Linked DNA regions of Canis lupus: region 2 is linked to region 1. A link is a contact called in public Hi-C data. All regions are on one chromosome and are shown on one strand. Each heading gives the region's core, a stretch centred on a gene start, on an enhancer-like site or on the middle of the called end of the contact. The rest is flanking DNA. Distances are from core to core; before and after follow the strand shown. Region 1 holds the start of PRKAB1 (5'-AMP-activated protein kinase subunit beta-1). Region 2 holds the start of CIT (citron Rho-interacting kinase).

The links. A called contact is a pair of places that touch in the nucleus more often than the background predicts.
Region 2: a contact with region 1 is called in a Hi-C map of blood, with 4 times the contacts expected there. The contact joins the promoter of CIT here to the promoter of PRKAB1 in region 1. A contact is called at or near these places in 2 of 9 Hi-C or Micro-C datasets (amygdala and blood).

Annotation. Positions count from the first base shown.
Region 1 is chr26:16,051,413-16,056,101 of UU_Cfam_GSD_1.0, reverse strand. It overlaps PRKAB1 (5'-AMP-activated protein kinase subunit beta-1), which reads right to left and starts at 2,786. Exons shown (of 7, transcript XM_038575277.1): 1 at 2,263-2,786. The coding sequence starts at 2,421.
Region 2 is chr26:16,231,701-16,236,414 of UU_Cfam_GSD_1.0, reverse strand. CIT (citron Rho-interacting kinase) reads left to right here and starts at 3,202. Exons shown (of 47, transcript XM_038575288.1): 1 at 3,202-3,259; 2 at 4,245-4,344. The coding sequence starts at 4,249.

The sequences.
Region 1 (4,689 bases), core at 1,537-4,036:
GTCCATATAAAACGCTCTGCGTAGTGTCTGACACACAGTAAGTACTTAATAATTATGAGCTGTCAATACTGTTACTAAAGAGATCTACACCAAAACATTAGGAGAAATTGCAGAACTCACTTGGAGGAGAGTGCAATGAATTCAAGACCAGATTGGTAAATGTCATTCATTTTTCTTCCCTTAATTAACAAGATTTGAAGTACATGAAAATTTATCAGGGACAATTCCAGAGCTGTCAACTGGAAAACTCATAAATCTAGATTCTAAGGGAAAAAATATTTAAAGTGACGTCCAAGACACTGGGAAAAAAAGGTAAGACCATAGTCTCTGACCCTCTGTATGGCAAACAGAAACTTCTAGAGCAGAAAGTGCTATGTAACTGAGGTATTGCGAAATAAGAGAGAAATAAACACACCCAACTCTGGGTGAAATATATGTGCTTATGGATCTTTTACATATTTCCTAGTCAGAAGCCAAAGACATTAAAAGAGCAGGAATTCCAGGCTGGGAGAGACACTTAAAGGTGTTGCTGAGCGAGCTTTTAAGACCTTCACTTCAAATACTGACTGGAGCTTATCTTAAATGACACTTGCATTCTTTAAAGATTGAACAAGATCTACAGATTAAAGAATAAGGACTGGAGTCCCCTGCCACTGAGAAGGTGATAACTAACCACAGCCAAAATGGTGAAGTAGTGTAGCTAAAATAATCCACAACTTTTTTGGGGAGTTTCAGGCATTCAATCCAGTGAGTCTGCTGCATCATTTTAGTAACTTTGGAAAAAGTGATAATGGACACTATCTAAAATCAAGAAATTATCCAGAGATCCTCTGTATGCTAAACGTTTCTCGTAGGAATTTTGGAAGAGCAACAACAGCTACTTCTCGAAGAAAGTAGTTTGGTTCTTAAGGTGTCTTCAATAGCTGTCCTTAGGCCACAATTATTTCTAGGGGAAAGGATGTCAATCACTGGAGAAACAAGATTCCAAAGTTCACTTCGTACGGAGCTCCTCAGGAATGCAATGAAAATCACAAAGCAGGTGCAAATCACAGGACAGACGGCCCAGTAAAAGCAGACTCCCTAGAGTGAGACTCAAAGCCAAAAATCCAAGTGAGGATTTAAGATAGTAATGTGATCACCAAGCCCAACATCTGAGAAAAAAAAAATATGAGTAAAGGTGGAATGAGTTGCCAGGCAATTAGCCAAATGGGCAATGATGACTAATATGCATGATTGATGATTAATGTACTAACAGAGAATATACTGGGCTGGGGAGACACCTTGATTCTTCCTAAAACTACTCTGTGGCATTGTCCTTACGGGATCAGTTCTTCCCTTCTTAGGATATACCACATGCTTATCAGCTGCCAAAACCACTAGGTGTCCTTGGCTTTGGTGACCAGGCCTGGGCCCTGCAGCTGGAAACACAAGACCCCATCAGGTGGTTAAGAGAGATGTGGCTGAAGCAGGAGTCAAGACTCATCTTCAAAGTTTTGATGAATTAAAGCAGATTAGGGTAGGATGTCCAAATCTGGCCTGCAAAAATATTTGCTTTGGTCTGTTTAAAATATGAAGTCCTACTTACACACCAGGAGAGAGAAGGTGAGCAGCAGCTGGCTGCCCCCTTTCCAGGCTTACACTGCCCTCACCCACTGACCTCCCAAAGTGGAATTCCTTTTATAGGGACCGCTCTCAAGTAGCTCCCTGAACCAAAAGTTCCGGGAAAAACAAAACACCTCCGGCACCCGCAGGGGGCTGTGCAACTCGACTTTCAGCTTATACACGGGCTCTGGGTTGTCTCCGAAATCGACAATAAACTGCAAAACCAGCTACTAGAAAAAAAGTGCCAGGCTTTTTTTTTTTTTTTTCCTAATAAAGGTGAGGAAAGATTTCTCAAAGCTGTGAAACTAATTATACCTAAGAGGAAAGCAGAGACTGGGGCTCACCTGCTGCTAGCTCAACGATCTTAATTAATTAAGGATCTGAAACGCCTGTCCCAGCGCTGCTTTCTCCTTAATGATGTTAAACGAAGTTAGTGCCTCCTCCCTCGGGGTGACTGTCTCATCGGTAATTAGACACAGGTTCCTGGACTGCTAAGAGGGCTCTTACAGGGCCATCTGGCTTTTAAGCGCACGGAGTGAAGCATCACCTCCGTCCCACCTGCGATGGGTTTTAATTAAGAGGGGACGCGGCGGGGACTCTAGCAGAGGGCTCCTCCCCCTCAGTATTAGTCAACGAGGGCCGGATCCCCGCCGCCCCCACCTTGATTTCCTCGGAGTGGAAGAGGTCGGCGTCCTCGGGGCTGTCCATCAGGATCTTGGGCCTGTCCCCGTCCTTGGCGCCCCCCGAGCTGTCCCTTCGCGGCGTCTTGTGGCCGCCCTGCCGCTCCAGCGCGGCCCGCTCGCTGCTCGTGTTGCCCATGGCGGGGTCTCCGGGGACACCGGGAAGCCGGACCGGGCCTCACTCCAGGGAAGGGGCCGGGGACTCCGGCAACCAGCGGGTCACAAGCAGGTCACTCCTCCCCGCCCCCCGCGGAAGGAGTCGGAGCCCCAAGTGCCACACCCCTCAGGCGAGGGTTCCGGGCCGGCAGCCGGCTCGAGGCGGGTGAGAAGGACGGCGACGCTTCCCTACCTCGCTGAACCCAAATCTCCCGAAAATACCTCGGCACTTCCCCGACAACTCCCCCCACCTCTTAGCAACTTCCGCTTCCGGCGCGTCCGCGAGTCACCGGGGATCCGGAGTGGGGGCGGTGGCGGCCGGCGAAGCGCACGGGGCTAACTCGACCTCAGTTCCGCTTCCGGTCCGGCTTGGCTCGGTCGCCGCGCTCTGAGGAGGCCTCCGCCCGCCTCGGAGCGCGCAGGCGCAGTCGGCCGCTAGGGCCAGACCCAGGACCAGCCTGCTGAAGGCCGGCAGGGGGCGTGCCAGCGCGGGGTGTCTCTGCGAAGAAGTGAGTGATGCCATTCACTATTTTATTTTTATATATATTTTTTATTTTTTTTTAAAGATTTATTTATTTATTTGAGAGACAGAGCTCACAGAGGGAGAGGGAGAGGGAGAGGGAGATGCAGACTCCTGAGGAGCAGGGAGCCGGAGGCGGGGCTCGATCCCATGACTCCGGGATCATGACCTGAGCCAAAAGCAGAGGCTTAAGGGACTGAGCCACTCAGGCACCCTACTATTAACTATTTTAGCCATCTTTGCCCACTTCCAGCTGACTCTGTACTCAGCAGCCAAAAATGTTGTTAAGGTGCTAATCTAATTAAGAGACTCATCGTATTAAAGCCCGTTAATGCGCTAGCTCCCAGGGCTGTGAGTGCCTTAGACTCGCTGCCTGCATAAAATGCAGATTCCCCGGCTCGAAGCCCCAGAAATTATGATTCCAAAGCTCTGGAGTGGGTTCTGCATTTTAATAAGCACTCCAGGTGATTCTGAGGCAAGTAGCCTTGCAGGTGTTTGAGAAAATGACAGACCATAAGAGTTTTGGAAATTTCTCGCAACTGAAGGGTCATAAAACTCTGGAGTTATTAGTGTATTTTTATTTTTTAATTTAAAAAATATTTATTTGTTTGTTTATTTATTTATCCATGAGAGATGCACAGAGAGAGGCAGAGGGAAAAGTAGGCTCCTTGTGGGGAGCCCCATGGGGGCTGGATCCCAGGAACTGGGATCGCCACCTGAGCCAAAGGCAGATAGATGCTCAACCACTGAGCTACCCAGGTGCCCTTAGTAGTATATTTTTAAAAAATTGAGTGCACAGCCTTTTGGTAGATAATATTGAAAGATATTTTATAACCACTTTGGTCACATAATTCTGCATAAAATTAACTTACTAGCGTTTGTCACTTATTGTGGCCAGTGCTTTAGCACACATTGTGGTCCTAAAATATTCTAATCTTGCTGTCAGCCACTGTCATGGCTTTTTTTCGGGGGTGGAGGGGGTTTTTTGTTCTTGTTTTTGCTTTTTGTTTTGCATGTGAGTATCTCAAAAATACTTTGTACTTGCTGGGCCAGCAACCATCTATTTGATACCTCCAAAGTGCCAGGCACTGTGCTAAGAAAATGGGAGAGATATGACTGAGAAATGGTCTCCTGGAGGGGATTTGGTAGTGGCTATCAAAATTTTTAAAATGCACCTTCATCTTAGTGCACAATTTTACTTCCAGGGAACTTCAGAAATATACACATGCAAGTTATATGGATGCGTGTTCATTTGCAGCAAGGTGTCTGATGCCACTTTACATTGATTCTAAGATGCACTTTTTTTCAAGATGCATATTTTATTTCACTTTTTAATCGCTTTGAAACTGGGTGCTTCTTAAAATCAATGGGCTCTTAGATTTGATAAAATAAGGCAATGAAAGACTGCAACATTTAAAAAAGTGTGTCAATAGAATAACAAAATGAACTAAATACATTCATTTTATAGAATACTGAACAACTTTGAAAAAGGAGGAAATAGAATTCTGTGAGTAACTGGGGAGAAATGTCTATGGCATTCCAAATCCCAAAGCAAGTGGCAGAACAATAGAGTTTAAGAGCATGAGCCCTAAAGTCAGCTTACCTGGATTTAAGTTCTGGCTTTACCTTGTTTGTAACTGTCACCTACCTTTCCTCTTTTGTGAAATAGGAAATAAAATAACATCGACCTTATAGGCTTGTTTTGAGAGTTAACTGAGAACATGCATGGAA
Region 2 (4,714 bases), core at 1,953-4,452, 180 kb before region 1:
TTTTCTTTTTTATTTTTTTTTATTTTATTTTATTTTTATTTTTTTTTAATTTTTATTTATTTATGATAGTTACAGAGAGAGAGAGAGAGAGGCAGAGACACAGGCAGAGGGAGAAGCAGGCTCCATGCACCGGGAGCCCGATGTGGGATTCGATCCCGGGTCTCCAGGATCACGCCCTGGGCCAAAGGCAGGCGCCAAACCGCTGCGCCACCAGGGATCTCTAGTTTTCTTTTTTAATATTTATTTATTTGGAAGAGAGAGAGAGGAGAGGAGGTGGAGGAGGGAGGAGGAACAGAGGGAGAGGGAGAGAGAATCCTCAAGCAGACTCCTCACTGAGCACAGAGCCTGATGTGGGGCTCTATCCTAGGACCTGAGGTCATGACCTGAGCCTAAATCAAGAGTTGGCCGCTTAATAGACTGAGCCACCCAGGTGCCCCTGCCTAGTTCTAACAACAGCTCTATTTGGCAATGTCTTATCCTTTATAGTACCTTCATATCCACTCTTGGTCCCTTCTTATTTGCTCTCCCCATACATGTTCTGTGCAGCTAGCCACTACTTCTGAAAGAAAATTGGAGTTAATGTGTTTTTTTTGACTATATATTTCTGTATTCATTTTATTTGTTTTTTATTCTCTGTCTTGTTTCACAAAGGATTTGCAGAGGCCAGTAATTGTTCTAACGGGAAATTAGGATATCTAGGCAAGATTCAGGGCAGTGCAAAACAGTGCTGCTAACACTGCAGTCTAATTTAGGATGAACAAGTCCCAAGATTCTGGTAAAGGCTTCTATTTCTGATGCCAGGAAACTAACAGGTTTGGCTGGACTAGAAAAATCAGAAGCATTGACTAGATCCACATTCAGACCTGAGATTCTTTTTATCAAGTCAACAGCTGGCTATAACCCACTTTGCATCTCCTCTCACCTTGCCACCCCCAACATGCCATTTAAAAGCATTTAATTTTGCTTTACATCTTTCTATACTGGGTCAGCCCTTACAATATGACAAAAGCAGAGGCTGGGAGAATTTCCAATGTTTTCTGAGAAGCGGGTTTTGTATAGACAAAAGGGTTTGGAGTCAGTTAGTTCGGGAGTTCCAAACTCCATTCCACCTCCTAAAGTTGAATGTCCCAAAATTATCCACCCCACTTCTCTCAGTTTCAGTTTTTCCATCTATAAAATGTGGATTATAGTTCCTCTCTCTTAGCGTTGTGGTAAGGATTAAATGAGATAAAGTGTTTAGTAGGGGACGGGGCTTGATAAATAGTAGCTATCATTATTGTCCCAAGGAGGAAGAGCAAGTTAGATTTGGGAAAAAAAAAAGTGTATTCAGCAAGTCTGTAGCTATGGTTTTGTATTGATATACACAGGTGTATGTGTATATACGTGCATGTGATAACACATCTCTAGGTCTATGTAGTGTAGGAATTAGAAGGGAACAAGACTCTTTAAATTTTTTATATACATAAATAGAACATTTTATATACATAAATAGAACATACACATGCACACCCAATTTAATAATTATAAGTTTTTTTTAATTTTTATTTATTTATGATAGTCACACACAGAGAGAGAGAGGGAGGCAGAGACACAAGCAGTGGGAGAAGCAGGCTCCATGCACCGGGAGCCCGACGTGGGATTCGATCCCGGGTCTCCAGGATCGCGCCGTAGGCCAAAGGCAGGCGCCAAACCGCTGCGCCACCCAGGGATCCCCCATTTAATAATTATAAAACAAATATCCATAGTATTACCATCTAGGTTAAGAAATAGATCATAGCAGCACCCTGACACCTTGAATGGCCTCCATTTTAGCTTCAAGGAACTACTCTCCTGACTTTTGCTTTTTAAAAAAGATTTTATTTGAGGGAGAGAGAGAAAGAGCAAGCATAAGCAGGAGGAGCAGCAGAGGGAGAGGAGAAGCAGGCTCCCTGCTGAGAAGAGAGCCCTATGATGTGGACCTGGATCCCAAGGACCCTGAGATCATGACCTGAGAGGAAGGCAGACGCTTAATTGACTGAGCCACCCAAGCACCTTGATTTTTGCTTTATGGTTTTACCACCTGCACATACCTCACTCTCTTCACTTTCTTTTTTTTTTTTTTTTTGGTGTGCTTTTGAAATTTACATTAATGAAGTCATACTTTGTTCTATTGTCATTTCATTCGGCATTGTTTCAAAACTCATTATATCATTATGTTTAACTGTATTTATTCCTTTTCATTAATGTATGAAAACACCACCATATAAAAATTATACTTTGTGCTGCTGATAGACATTAGCGTTGTTTCCAGGTTTTTTTTTTTTTGCCATTATGTCATACAATACTATTTGTACATTCCTGTGCATATGAGACATGGAATGTGTTTATCTTCAACTTTATCCAATAGAACCAAACTTTTTTAAGAGACTGTGCTAATTTATAGTTCCATCTCCTGCGTTTAACTGATTTTAAAATGTCCTTTCAGGGCACCTGGGTGGCCCAGTGGTTGAGCGTCTGTCTTTGGCTCAGGTCATGATCCCAGGGTCCTGGAATCGAGTCCTGCATTCAGCTCCCTGATTTCCCGAAATAACAAGTACTTCAACTTTAGGCCACTTTAAGGAACAAAGAAGACCAGAGCAGCCTGGCTGCCTTCCTTCTCGCGGGTGGCTATGGAAGCAGAGGACAGAGCCCCCCCCCCGTAACCTCCCCAGGGATCCTGGACACCCAAACAGACACATCCTTAAACGCAGCATGCTGCTTAACCGCCAATTTCTTTTTTTTTTTAAATGATAGTCTTCTTTTTTTTTTTTAATTTATTCATGATAGTAACAGAGAGACAGAGAGAGAGAGAGAGAGGCAGAGACACAGGCAGAGGGAGAAGCAGGCTCCATGCACCGGGAGCCCGACGTGGGACTCGATCCTGCGTCTCCAGGATCGCGCCCTGGGCCAAAGGCAGGCGCTAAACCGCTGCGCCACCCAGGGATCCCTTAACCGCCAATTTCAAACTCCCAGGAGCTGCCCCGCAGGGTTTCTCCTTCCCCGTTTCCCATTGGTCACGAGTCGGAGGAAGACACAATCTGATTGGTTCTCCCTTCCACTTCCTCTTTCCTTTTAAGGACTTTGGGTGGGGCCTGGCTGGGACGCAGAGGGTCGTCCTAGGAGCGGGCACTCTGATTGGCTGGGGCACGGCTGAGACCCGCCCATGCCGTTCGCTAGGTTCAAACGCGGCGGCGGGAGGCGCGGGGCGGAGCAGAACGCGGACTGGCGGGGTCGGCGGAGCGTGAGTCCGAATCCCGCACGCCCATTTCCCCCCACCCCACTCTGCGAGGCCGGGGGGAGGGCCGCTTCCAGTCACACGAGTCCCGGCTTTCCTTCCCGCTGTGGGGTGGGCGGGGTGGGTGGCGGTGCCGCCCCCAGGGCTGCCGGGGCGGGGGCGCGGGGTGGCCCTCGGCTGGCGATGCGCGCCCCCCTCCTAGGGAGCCGAAGGGTCTGCAGGTGGTGCCCGGGGCAGAAGGAATTGCACCCGTCTTAAGCCGGGTGGGGTCCCTTGCGTGCTCCTGCGCTGTTCCGTCTGCTGGAGTGTCCTCCCTCACGCTCTCGGTATCCGCAGTCACCTGCGTCCCGCCCCTTTCCCGGTGCTGCAGCCTCTCTCCCCTCCGCGGCGGGGTCAGGGAAGCCCAGGTCCTGCCTCGGTGCTTGGGCCCCGGCTGTTCCGCTGTTCCTGGGCGCCGCACGCTTTGCTTGCCTCCCCCGCCCATCAGCAAGGCTCACTGCTTACCCACTTGCTTCAAACGTTACCTTCTCAGTGTAGTCTACTGTGGCTACACTGTTAAAAAAATGCGGGCACACACCAATTACCCTTATTTCCCTCTCTCTTTTTTAGAACTCTGTAGCGCCTATTACTATCTAACATACTGTGTAATTTGCTTATTTCAATCATTCATTTCAATAAGTCTTCATTAGCACCTGCTACTTGCCAGGCTCTGTGTTTCTGCTCTTGTGGAGCTTACATTATCCACGGAGCAGAATAATAAATTTATTTGTAAGTAAGAGAATATGTCAGATGAGTGTATTACCTCTTGTTACAGTGGGCAAATAATCCGCTTTGTAATGTCCATTGCCAGACTGAACTTTCCAAGACTTGTTTCATAGTGGTTGGTTTTCACCTTCCTATCCCTGACATCTTGAGGAAGATAGGATCTTTCAAGCTGTTCGTCCTCAAATTGGCAGTAAACACTTGACCTTCTATGTCTCTTCCCTGTTAGGGAGATGTTGAAGTTCAAGTATGGAGCACGGAATCAAATGGACGCTGGTGCTGCTGAACCCATTGCCAGCCGGGCCTCCAGGCTGAATCATTTCTTCCAGGTAACAGTCTGCCAACTCTGTTCATCTGTGTTTGTTTCCTTGGAACCTTCTTGTCACTTTTATTCTTATTATAGGGCTGAGGCTAATCTAGGAGTGGGTAGCTGAACTTGGCCTTAAAGGGAGATAATTTGGGTAGACCGGATGGCTCAGCGGTTTAGTGCCGCCTTCGGCCCAGGGCATGATCTTGGAGACCTGGGATTGAATCCCACGTCGGGCTCCCTGCATAGAGCCTGCTTCTCCCTCTGCCTGTGTCTCTGCCTCTCTCTCCTCTCTGTGTTTCTCATGAATTTAAAAAAAAAAAAATCTTAAAATCTTAAAAAAAAATCCTTAAGAAAAAAAGTGAGATAATTTTTATCATTTCTCACATGTT